Linked DNA regions of Zea mays: region 1 is linked to region 2. A link is a contact called in public Hi-C data. All regions are on one chromosome and are shown on one strand. Each heading gives the region's core, a stretch centred on a gene start, on an enhancer-like site or on the middle of the called end of the contact. The rest is flanking DNA. Distances are from core to core; before and after follow the strand shown.

Region 1 (4,767 bases), core at 944-3,443, 210 kb before region 2:
CGACGAACTCATAACTCGTATAGGTCAACTAGTGGACGAGAGGGCTAGCTAGAGTGGGCTTCATTATTCAGCTGTTTCTCGCGACCGAAGAAGGCGCGCGACGAATCCAACTTTGACGAGCACAATCACATACACGTCGCGGGAAACAAGTTCAGATACAAAGAGGAAGAGACGCTCAGAGGCTGTCGGAACGATGTAAGGCTACGAGCAGTGAGGAACTTTAACCAGAACGTTATAAATATAGAGTTGAATATGCAGTAAAAAACTGTCGCAGTGGTGAACTGTTTGAGTTACTCTAAACGGTATGAGGAAACCAGGAACGCTACTTTCAGAGTACATGCAGCTCTTACTCGAAAAACTGTTGCAGAGTGCCGGAATGCCTAGATCGGAGGAGAGAAGGAAGCGGTTTGTTGGCTGGGAAAAGAATAAAGTTAAAAAAAATGATATAATATGCGATAGTCGGTATAGTGTTGAGATATAGAGTAAACATGACTACAGAGGATTGTGGTATAGAGTAAACATGACTGCTGACGGGGATAGAATATTCCTTTTAGAGTAGAAATTTAGAGTAGTATGAGTGCGGATAGCCTAAACTGTGAATCTGTGATGACATGGGGAATCCAAAAGTCTGGACATGCGGCAAGTGCCAAACCATTTCAAAACGATCCTAATATCCTATAGCTAGCTAGGCAGCTAGCACACGCCCTGAAAAGCACAATATAACAACCAAAATCTTGAGCGATGAGCGAAGTGCGCACCATGAATGAACGAATGAAATGTGCATACGGCCGGACTAGGGACGGACGGACGGACATGCATGGTCCGGTCCCTCCCACGCTGCTAGCCGCCACGCACGCAGGATGCTACAGCAAAACCGCGTTCAAAATTCCACGCTTTGAATCAAACATAACAACACGGGACCAGCAAGTATAAATTTGGAAACCCCACAGCAGATTGAATGACGGCGTGAAAAACATTAAACACACCCTGTCCCCTACAGGCCAGGCCACAGTGTATACGGTCTACTACCTGGTTGAGACCGTAGTACGGACGTACACCGCGTGCAGTCTATTCGGCCACCGTACGCGTACTGCGGGGGGGCCCGATCGGATGGCCGTGCTGGTGCCTGGTGGCGATGCTTCTGTGTGCCTTGGAAAAGGAAGTAGCAGTAGTAGCAGTGATCTGAAAGGGTCGCTGATCCTGATTGCTGGTTTTGGTTGGTTGGCCTCGGATCATGTGCCCCCCAAAGCTAGCTTGCCAGTTGTGGTTTTTAAAACGGGGGTGGCCATGGCCAGACGGATTTGACGCCAGCTGAGCTGTGCCATGTGTGGCTCTGATAAACAATCAGGCTCACAGCGGGAGGGGAACTGGATCACCCCTCTCGCCACACCACACCACACCACATGCTACCTGCACTCGTCATACGTAATAAAACTAAGCATGGTCAAAGGTAGCAATCCTTCATGGACATGGGCCCCATCCCATGGTCATGGCGATGGCGTGGCGTCATCCTTATCATCATGGATGGATGGATATCAGATTCTCAGTGAACTAAAATAGTACGCTAGCAGAACCTCATCAGTCGGAGTGTTTGGAGCACAACTCAACTGCATCTGCATGGAAAATCTCAGTGAGTTTTGATTGCAGACACAGTTTTGACAATGATGCCACGTACAGGCGGGATCGGATTCCGATCGTTGGCGACGATATGGCTCATGGCATGGACTGTCAGTCGCAGTCTCTGGCTCGCTCAATGCTTGCTATACACTTAGTAGCTCTCAACATCCAAATCAACATTTGACGAGCAATCAGCACCAACCCCCCTCTCAACAATCGACCATCCGTTCATTCAGCTTTCGGAGCTCCAGAATCCCATTCGCTTCCTCACATCATGACACGTGGATGCGCTGTTGTTGGCTGTTGCCTGCGAAACGAACCGTGAGCGCGCCATCGACGTGCGTGCCCGCCTGGACTGGATCCCCTGCCGGCTGCCGCTCGTCCTGGTCCCGGGTCCTGGTCCTGGTCCTGGCCTCCTACTAGTTATTGCCGGCGTGATCTGCCGCGCGCAGCGCTGCACCGCGCACATGGCCATGGCGCCCGCTGCTGCCTCTAATATATTCCATTCCATTCCTTTCCGCTCCCGGCTTCCCCTCCGCTGCACTCATAGTCATCCACAGCCACTGCTTCCGCACGCAGCTGCCACATGCCGGACCTCGCCGTGCCGTGAGCGTCAGGCCAACCAGTACCTTCATCCGCTCTCTATACTCTCTTCCTCTGCAAGCCGCCTCCGATGCGGCCGCTCAGTGACGCCTTCTGATTCTGCGCCGCCGGCGCCGCCACTCGTCCGCAGATGGGCAAGGCGGGCAAGTGGCTCAGAAGCTTCCTCCCGGGCAGCAGGAGGGGCAGGGACAACAAGGCCGGGGCGCTCGCGCCGGCGGCGGAGCCCGACCTGGCGCTGGCGCTGCCGCTGCCGGGAGTCGCCACGACGCCGGGGTCCACGCCCGGCGCCAAGGAGAAGCGGAGGTGGAGCTTCCGCCGCCCGGCCGCGGCGGCGTCGCCCGGGCCCGGGTCGGCGGCGGCGGCCAAGGACGTCGCGCGGGGCCACCTCGCGCCCTACGGCTTCCTTGAGCCGCGGGTGGACCCGGACCAGCACGCCATCGCCGTCGCCATCGCCACCGCCGCCGCGGCCGAGGCGGCCATGGCGGCTAAGCAGGCCGCCGCCGTCGCCGCCAGGCTCTCCATGTCCGCGCCGGGGTCCAAGCGCACCGTCATCGGAATCGAGGAGGCCGCCGCGATAAAGATCCAGGCCGTCTTCAGATCCTACCTGGTAAGTACTAGGCTGGCTATCAGTTGACTTGACCTCGCTCGTTAGTCGTATCGGTATCGCATCGTCGTATCCACTGCTGAGTGCTGACTTCACCTCAATCGTATCACTTCGATCCTTGGGCTGCGTGACGTGCCGTGACGTCTCTTTCTGTGTGTCTGCCACACTCTGGCTGCAGGCGAGGAAGGCGCTGTGCGCGCTGCGCGGGCTCGTCAAGCTGCAGGCGCTGGTGCGCGGCCACCTGGTGCGGCGCCAGGCCAGCCACACCCTGCGCTGCATGCAGGCGCTCGTCGCGGCGCAGAACAGGGCGCGCGTCGAGCGCCTCCGGATGCTCGAGGACGAGAAGCCCGTCCGGACACCGCGGACGACGCCGGGCCGGCGCAGCTCGCCGCACCACCCCCGGTTCCGCCACCACCACCAGGTACGTCACGACCCCTCCCGACGCTCTCGACACCTGGCAAACCGCAGCCATCCGAACAGAACAGGGGAGCCAGAGAGTCTGACTGACCGGCAATGCGCGTGCAGGACACGGCGGAGGACAACGTCAAGATCGTGGAGGTGGACACCGGCGCCGGCGGACCCGAGGCGCACGGCACGCCGCGCACGTCCCGGCGCAGCAGCTGCTACGCGACGCCGCTGTGCCGCACGCCGTCCAAGAACGACCTGTACCAGAAGATCTCGCCGACGCCGTCCGCGCTCACCGACGCCAGCGCGCGCACGTACAGCGGCCGGTACGACGACTTCTCCTTCGCCACCGCGCGGGCCAGCCCGTACCGCTACGCGCCGTCGAGGCAGCAGCAGCAGCAGCAACAGCACGACGACAAGCCCTCGGCGGAGTACGCGCTGCTCGTGCCCAGCTACATGGCGAACACGGAGTCGTCGCGAGCCAAGGCGCGGTCCCAGAGCGCGCCAAGGCAGCGGCTGTCAGTGTCGTCGGCCGCCGCCGAGGCGGCCTGGCAGCCCAGCGGGCGGCGCAGGGCGTCTCTAGAGGCGCAGGCGCAGGCGACGCCGGCCCCGCGCGGGCAGGCGCCCCGTTACGGTCCCGCGCGCGTGCAGCGGTGCCCGTCGCAGGCCAGCGCGCCCGCGGCGTGCCCCTGGGGCGCCAGGCTCGACCGCTGGAGCGCGTCGGTGCACGACAGCGAGTGCGGGTCCACAAGCACGGTGATGACCGCCGCCACTACCACGTACTGCTGGTCGTTGGCCACCGACACCGCCGGCATGGCTTAGAGCCTTGTAGACGACGACAATGGCAGTCGCAGGCGGGGTCTCACTCTGTCACTCACATGGTTTCTGCAGCGGGAAGATGAAAAGCTGCCGGGCCTTTAGCTTGTAGGGATGGGACGTCGGGAGGCTGCTGAGTACTGGATTCTCTCTAGTTTAACAGTAGAAGAAGCTCAAGCTGGGCTTCAAGTCTGCGAGTTTCTGCAAAATCTGTATGTGTGAGTGTGATGTTCCTAGGGTTTGGATAATTTGATGAGACTGGTGTTTTTGAGTGCCAAGAATCAAGCATTGTGTATTGCTGCCGGGGTAGAGAAGAAGACGTTTCAGTGTCTTGTTGTTACAGACTACAGAAGTACAGAGTGAGCAGCGTGCTGTCCTTGAACGATCCTTTTTTCAGGTTGAGAGGATGCTCTGTCGTCGACTCGTCGTCAGCAAACAGAAGCCGCTTTCAGGAACCTGTTGCTGACGAAGGGTCATGTACTCATGTTTGACCTTTCCTATGCAATCGGACTACCCGTCACTGTAAATGCAGTCCCTACTCCACCCAGTGGCTGATCCGAAAATAGGCTGAGGTGGTGACCTGGTGAAGGCAGTACTAGATAGTAGATAGACTCATTTTTCTCTATTTTTATTTTTCTTCCTGTGTATTTTTCCTCTAGCCTCCACCTCTTTCTCCAAATAGTTTCCCGAGAGGGAGGTTTAGTTTTTCTATAGCTACTTTG
Region 2 (4,664 bases), core at 1,738-4,237:
GCAAGATACTCTACCACAACACAACATGCTCTTGCTGGCAAATTTGTACGTGCAGCACCATTGGAATTGTTTGATGGAATCTTAAGGTCTGTGGTCCCCATAGATGCACCAACAAACTGCGAGAAAAAACAACACAATGCATTCAAGTACTTCTCCAATAGCACAAAAGGAAAAACTTTTTATGGAAGATACCTGCTATGAACTGGTCATGGGCAAATTTTGGTAATAATCAGCAAGCTAAGGATCAACAGCTTTACTACATAAACAAGCATCTATCCGGAGTTACAGACATGAACATGCACAGGAATTCATGAAAATATTCACCTTTGTAACATTAGGGTGGCTGAGCTTATGCCAAACAGCAACCTCCGTCTTAAATGATGTTCGTAAAGCAGCAGTTTCAGCCTCTGTGGCAAAACCATCTTCTCCCCAATCCAAAAGCTTCACTGCAGTATCACACAATAATCTTACTTATCTGTCCTTGGAATTGTGGACATATAGTGCACACATGTCAGCATGACAATAGCAGATCAATGAAGCATCATAAGTAATTGTGATAATAATATCAAAGAATCCCTATTCAACAGTGAAAGTATGTGGTTGTTAACTTAAGAGAATTGATTAAAAAACAGAAAAAGGAGACCCACCCCACCGAAAGTAAATGATATCATTTATTTATTATTAATGAAGCAATAAGAGGAAGCAAGTGCTCTGTGGTCTAAAACCACAATCTTGTAAGTCAAAGCAATAAATTTTAGATGAAAGCAATTGAATTGGATCAAAAAAATAAAATCTTAATCTAACAAAAATGTAGCACAAAGAGCTTCTGATAGCATTGTCATTTGTCGTGGTCACATATCTATAGCTGATGAACACAACAATGATATCTACTGTATATACTAAAGTTGCACAATGGCTTATTGACGACAAGCACAACAATGGCAAAACTAATCTTGAGAAGGCTACAGGAACATTACATAGTTTGGAAAGATTAAGTGCAAAACATTATTTGCACATCAATCTCCGAATGACGTGAAGATCAATTCGTAGAAGGATAGACGCTTAAAAAGATAAGGAAAAGGAAAAGAGGTCAACATCAAAACATTTCTGACTGGCAATAAATTGATTAAGGGGCATGGGGCAGGAGGACTGCAACCCAAAAGTGAAAAGTAAGAAATAGAGGGAAGAATGGGAACACATGCATACTTTGGGAAGTCGAGAAAGAATATCCTGAAACTATTCGTGCTGCAAGGTCATAAACTAGGAGTATGCAAAGCCACACATGCCCGTCTAAATTCTAGGCATGCGACAAGCTTAAATGTAGTCTAACCAGACCAGTCCATATTTACTATCTTACTGAATTCCTCCATTCAAGCAACAGATTTGTCAGCATTTTAACCACCAACCATTAAGGTCAAATGCACATTCTAAACCATAAGTTTCAGTTAGGAAAAGTTTCTTCTTAAGAAAAAAAAGGCATGCATATCTTAGAGTCCGCAATGTGATAGAACATATGGAGCAGTTGCAAAAGAACAGTAGATACATTGCAAATTCGCAATCAAGCATATGTAGCAGCATCTCAAGCACAAATGATCAAGACAAACCCTGGATTAGACAGAGAAGTGATGCCAGGTATTACTTTCCACAAAAAATCGAATAATAAGGCCTTCCATTCCATAGGTTGGATTGGAATAAACTTCAATAAGTAAGCTACTGGAACTAGTCAGTAGTCACACAGAAGCATTGTTTCAATCATGGGGTATATTGTTTCAGTCATGGGGTATGTTATTTCACCTTGAATCCATAAGACAGCATAAGACTTTTACCAAAGTGAGCCTGTCTGCAACATTATCATACACTTTGAAAGAAGCAGAGCTAGATCAATACCTGCGACGTCCTGTCCATCGTAGGTGCCCCGGTAGACCGTGCCATACGTCCCCTGAGCGATGACATAGCGGATCTCCAGCTTTGCAAGGTCGATCTCCCACTCCTCCTTTGGCCCCTGGGATTTGAGATTGGCTTTGCCCCAGGTCTTGGTGAGCTGGTTCTCCAGCTGGATGTCGAGGCTCGTAAGATCAATCTTGTCTGCACGCACATACGTATCGTTGCTTCCCAAGCTGCCGGACCTCTTCAGCTTCTCCTTCCCCTCGGCCATCTCGCTGGTGCTCGACGCCATCGCCGCAGCGGCCAAAAGTAGCTTTCCGGGAACGATTCCGGGAGGCACAAAACCAAGAGCACACGAACACCTTCACTGGAGATGGGGAACCGGTGTGCTACAGAACATGCTGGAGCACAAGAGACGAAACAGGAACCGGCTTCTCGCCCCCAAGAAGCCACCAATCCAAGAATCGGTAAAGCCTTTTGACCGGAGATAGCTAAAATCTTGGCCGAGACTTGACTGGAGATATGCACCACCAAACAAAATTCCACGAATTAGGCCGTGACCTGGCAGGAGAGGAGATAGACACCGGTGGATCCAATCCAACAAGTAAAGAGAGGATGCAGCTGTACTATACCGACCTAAAGCGACGGTGGCAGGCAGCACGGAGGTGAAGAGCCCCCGGGACCGACCGGCCAGGTTGACCAGCGGTCGACGAAACCGGCAGGAAAGATCGCGAGCTGGAGGCGCCGAACGCCCCGAATCCAATCAAGCAGAGGCCAGGTTGTCCTGAGCCCCCGCCCCGCAAGAACACAAGACCCGGCGGAGCCTCCGGTCGCGGATGGCGCAAATCGGCACCGAATCGGCGCAAGATTACCTCCGGGATGGTAAGGAGAAGTGGATGCGCCGTTGACTTGGCCGGTTTGGCCGGGAGCGGCGGTGCAATTGGCGCTCGGGGCGGGGTGGGGGCGGTTCCGGTGTTGACGAAGCGTAGGCGCGTAGCGAGAGCCGGTTGGGCAAGATGTTTATTGCTAGGGCCACTACCCACCACCGGCAGGAGCTGCGCCCGCTTCGCCTAGGCCTGTCCGGTCGCCTTGGCGCCTTGCCGTCTTGGCGGCTCCTTTGTTCTACGCCGCGTCTCTTGCGGCCGCAAAGGATATGCTGCTTCCCCACGGTCCAAGCTGGACTGCAGACGAGAGATTTTTTCTTTCGCATACGGCATGCGCTCGAGATTATTGCCAGTCATGCCCAAGATGATTGCCAGTCATCTTCATACATGTGGGTCCTCGATTTTCATCTGTCAAAAAGGTTGGCTGCTTTACTTGCCTACTAGTTGGTTTCCTGCTTAAGAAGCCACAGCTTTTCGTTTGAGTTGAAGAACCCCAGTTGTTTGGTTTATTGTCTAACTTGTCACGATTCGCCACATCTAAGATTAGATAAGTTTGACTAAATTATGCATATGTTTAGTTTAATTTAAAGCCACAGTTATGGTAAGATTTTTCTCCTGCTGCGTAGGTCTCACTCGTCAATGACCGATAAAATTGTGACAAGATTCGCTTAGAGCAACTCCATTAGTTCTCTAAAAGACTTCTTAAATCAATAATTTAGGTAGTTAACATGAAAATTATTCTCCAACAGTTCTCTAAATGAACTTTCTAAATTTAACAACTTGTCATCTAACCTCATTTTCTCTCTACATTTGTCAACCATTTAACAACTCCCTAAACAAAAATGTTGACTGCATTATATAGTTTTTGTGACTTATTTTTTATGTGGATAGATACAAAACAAAATTACAACCTATATTTAGAGAACTATTGGAGAACTCACATTTTTTTACTTCAAAAGCCATTTAGCACTTCTTAAATCTGTGATTTAGAGAGCTAAAATTTACATAACTATTGGAGTTGCTCTTAGGCGTGGCAAACTGTGGCGTAGAATTTGAGCGACTAACCTTATGCACATTAGGCAAATGTGACATAACATTGTTTGGCAATTTTTTGGCACCATAGTTATAGAATCAAACAACCCCTAAATTTAGACGGGAAAGTTAGGAAAGTTGTGGCGGAAACCAAACATACAGCTGACAAGTATACTACGAAACAAAATACAAAGATAAATTTATTGGCACCTTTTTTGTGTAAACCTGGTAATTATAATCAAAGTTTGATTTGATCTGTATCCTTTTCAGGACCGCAGGTGCACTCGCATTTCTTATCCTCGCATCGCAGGAACGAAAGCACCAGCCATGGAACCAACCATAAAGCAGGCACACGTACGTCTGGTGTTGCGTACGTCAGGACACGCAGCCCAGCCCTAGACCATGCATGTGTGTGACAGGGACCGAGCTTTTGCTCCCACTACCGGATCATGTGGCGGTGCCGCCTTAAAGCCAAGATCATCCGATCCAGCACCGAAAAAAAAAGATCCCGAATGGCCGGCGATGGAGGATGCATGGCTCTCTGCTAGACAAGACGACGGTGCGCAATGGCGTACGTTCAGAGATTCAGAAAGCTAACTAGAGCTTGCGGCTGAAGCAACTCTTGTGCTACAGAGTGGTTCCGTTCGTTAGTTGGTAGAGGCCCCGGGTAGAGCACGCAGCAACCATGGTCGTCATGGTGGGTGGCGGCCGGCCGGCGCCTGGCGGCCTCTCCTTTTCGCCGGCCGGCCGATTCGGAGCCCACCTCACATCAGATTCAGACAGCCGCCTACATGACTAGCATATTATTACCAAGTGCAGTGTAGTGCCTAGTGGGGGATGAGCGTGAGATAAGGAGTCGTTGAT

Evidence for each region. A called contact is a pair of places that touch in the nucleus more often than the background predicts.
Region 1: a Hi-C map of leaf shows a contact between it and region 2, with 4 times the contacts expected there. The contact joins the promoter of LOC100281119 here to the promoter of LOC100274496 in region 2. A contact is called at or near these places in 3 of 25 Hi-C or Micro-C datasets (ear and leaf).

What each region holds. Positions count from the first base shown.
Region 1 is chr1:259,335,277-259,340,043 of Zm-B73-REFERENCE-NAM-5.0, reverse strand. LOC100281119 (IQ calmodulin-binding motif family protein) reads left to right here and starts at 2,193. Exons shown (of 3, transcript NM_001154038.3): 1 at 2,193-2,827; 2 at 3,003-3,245; 3 at 3,350-4,428. The coding sequence starts at 2,351. The coding sequence ends at 4,051.
Region 2 is chr1:259,128,768-259,133,431 of Zm-B73-REFERENCE-NAM-5.0, reverse strand. LOC100274496 (Protein kinase superfamily protein) reads right to left here and starts at 2,987. Exons shown (of 7, transcript NM_001148854.1): 1 at 2,521-2,987; 2 at 1,888-2,398; 3 at 325-446; 4 at 1-116. The coding sequence starts at 2,176. It overlaps LOC111590566 (a long non-coding RNA gene), which reads left to right and starts at 2,524. Exons shown (of 2, transcript XR_002749691.2): 1 at 2,524-3,187; 2 at 4,071-4,664.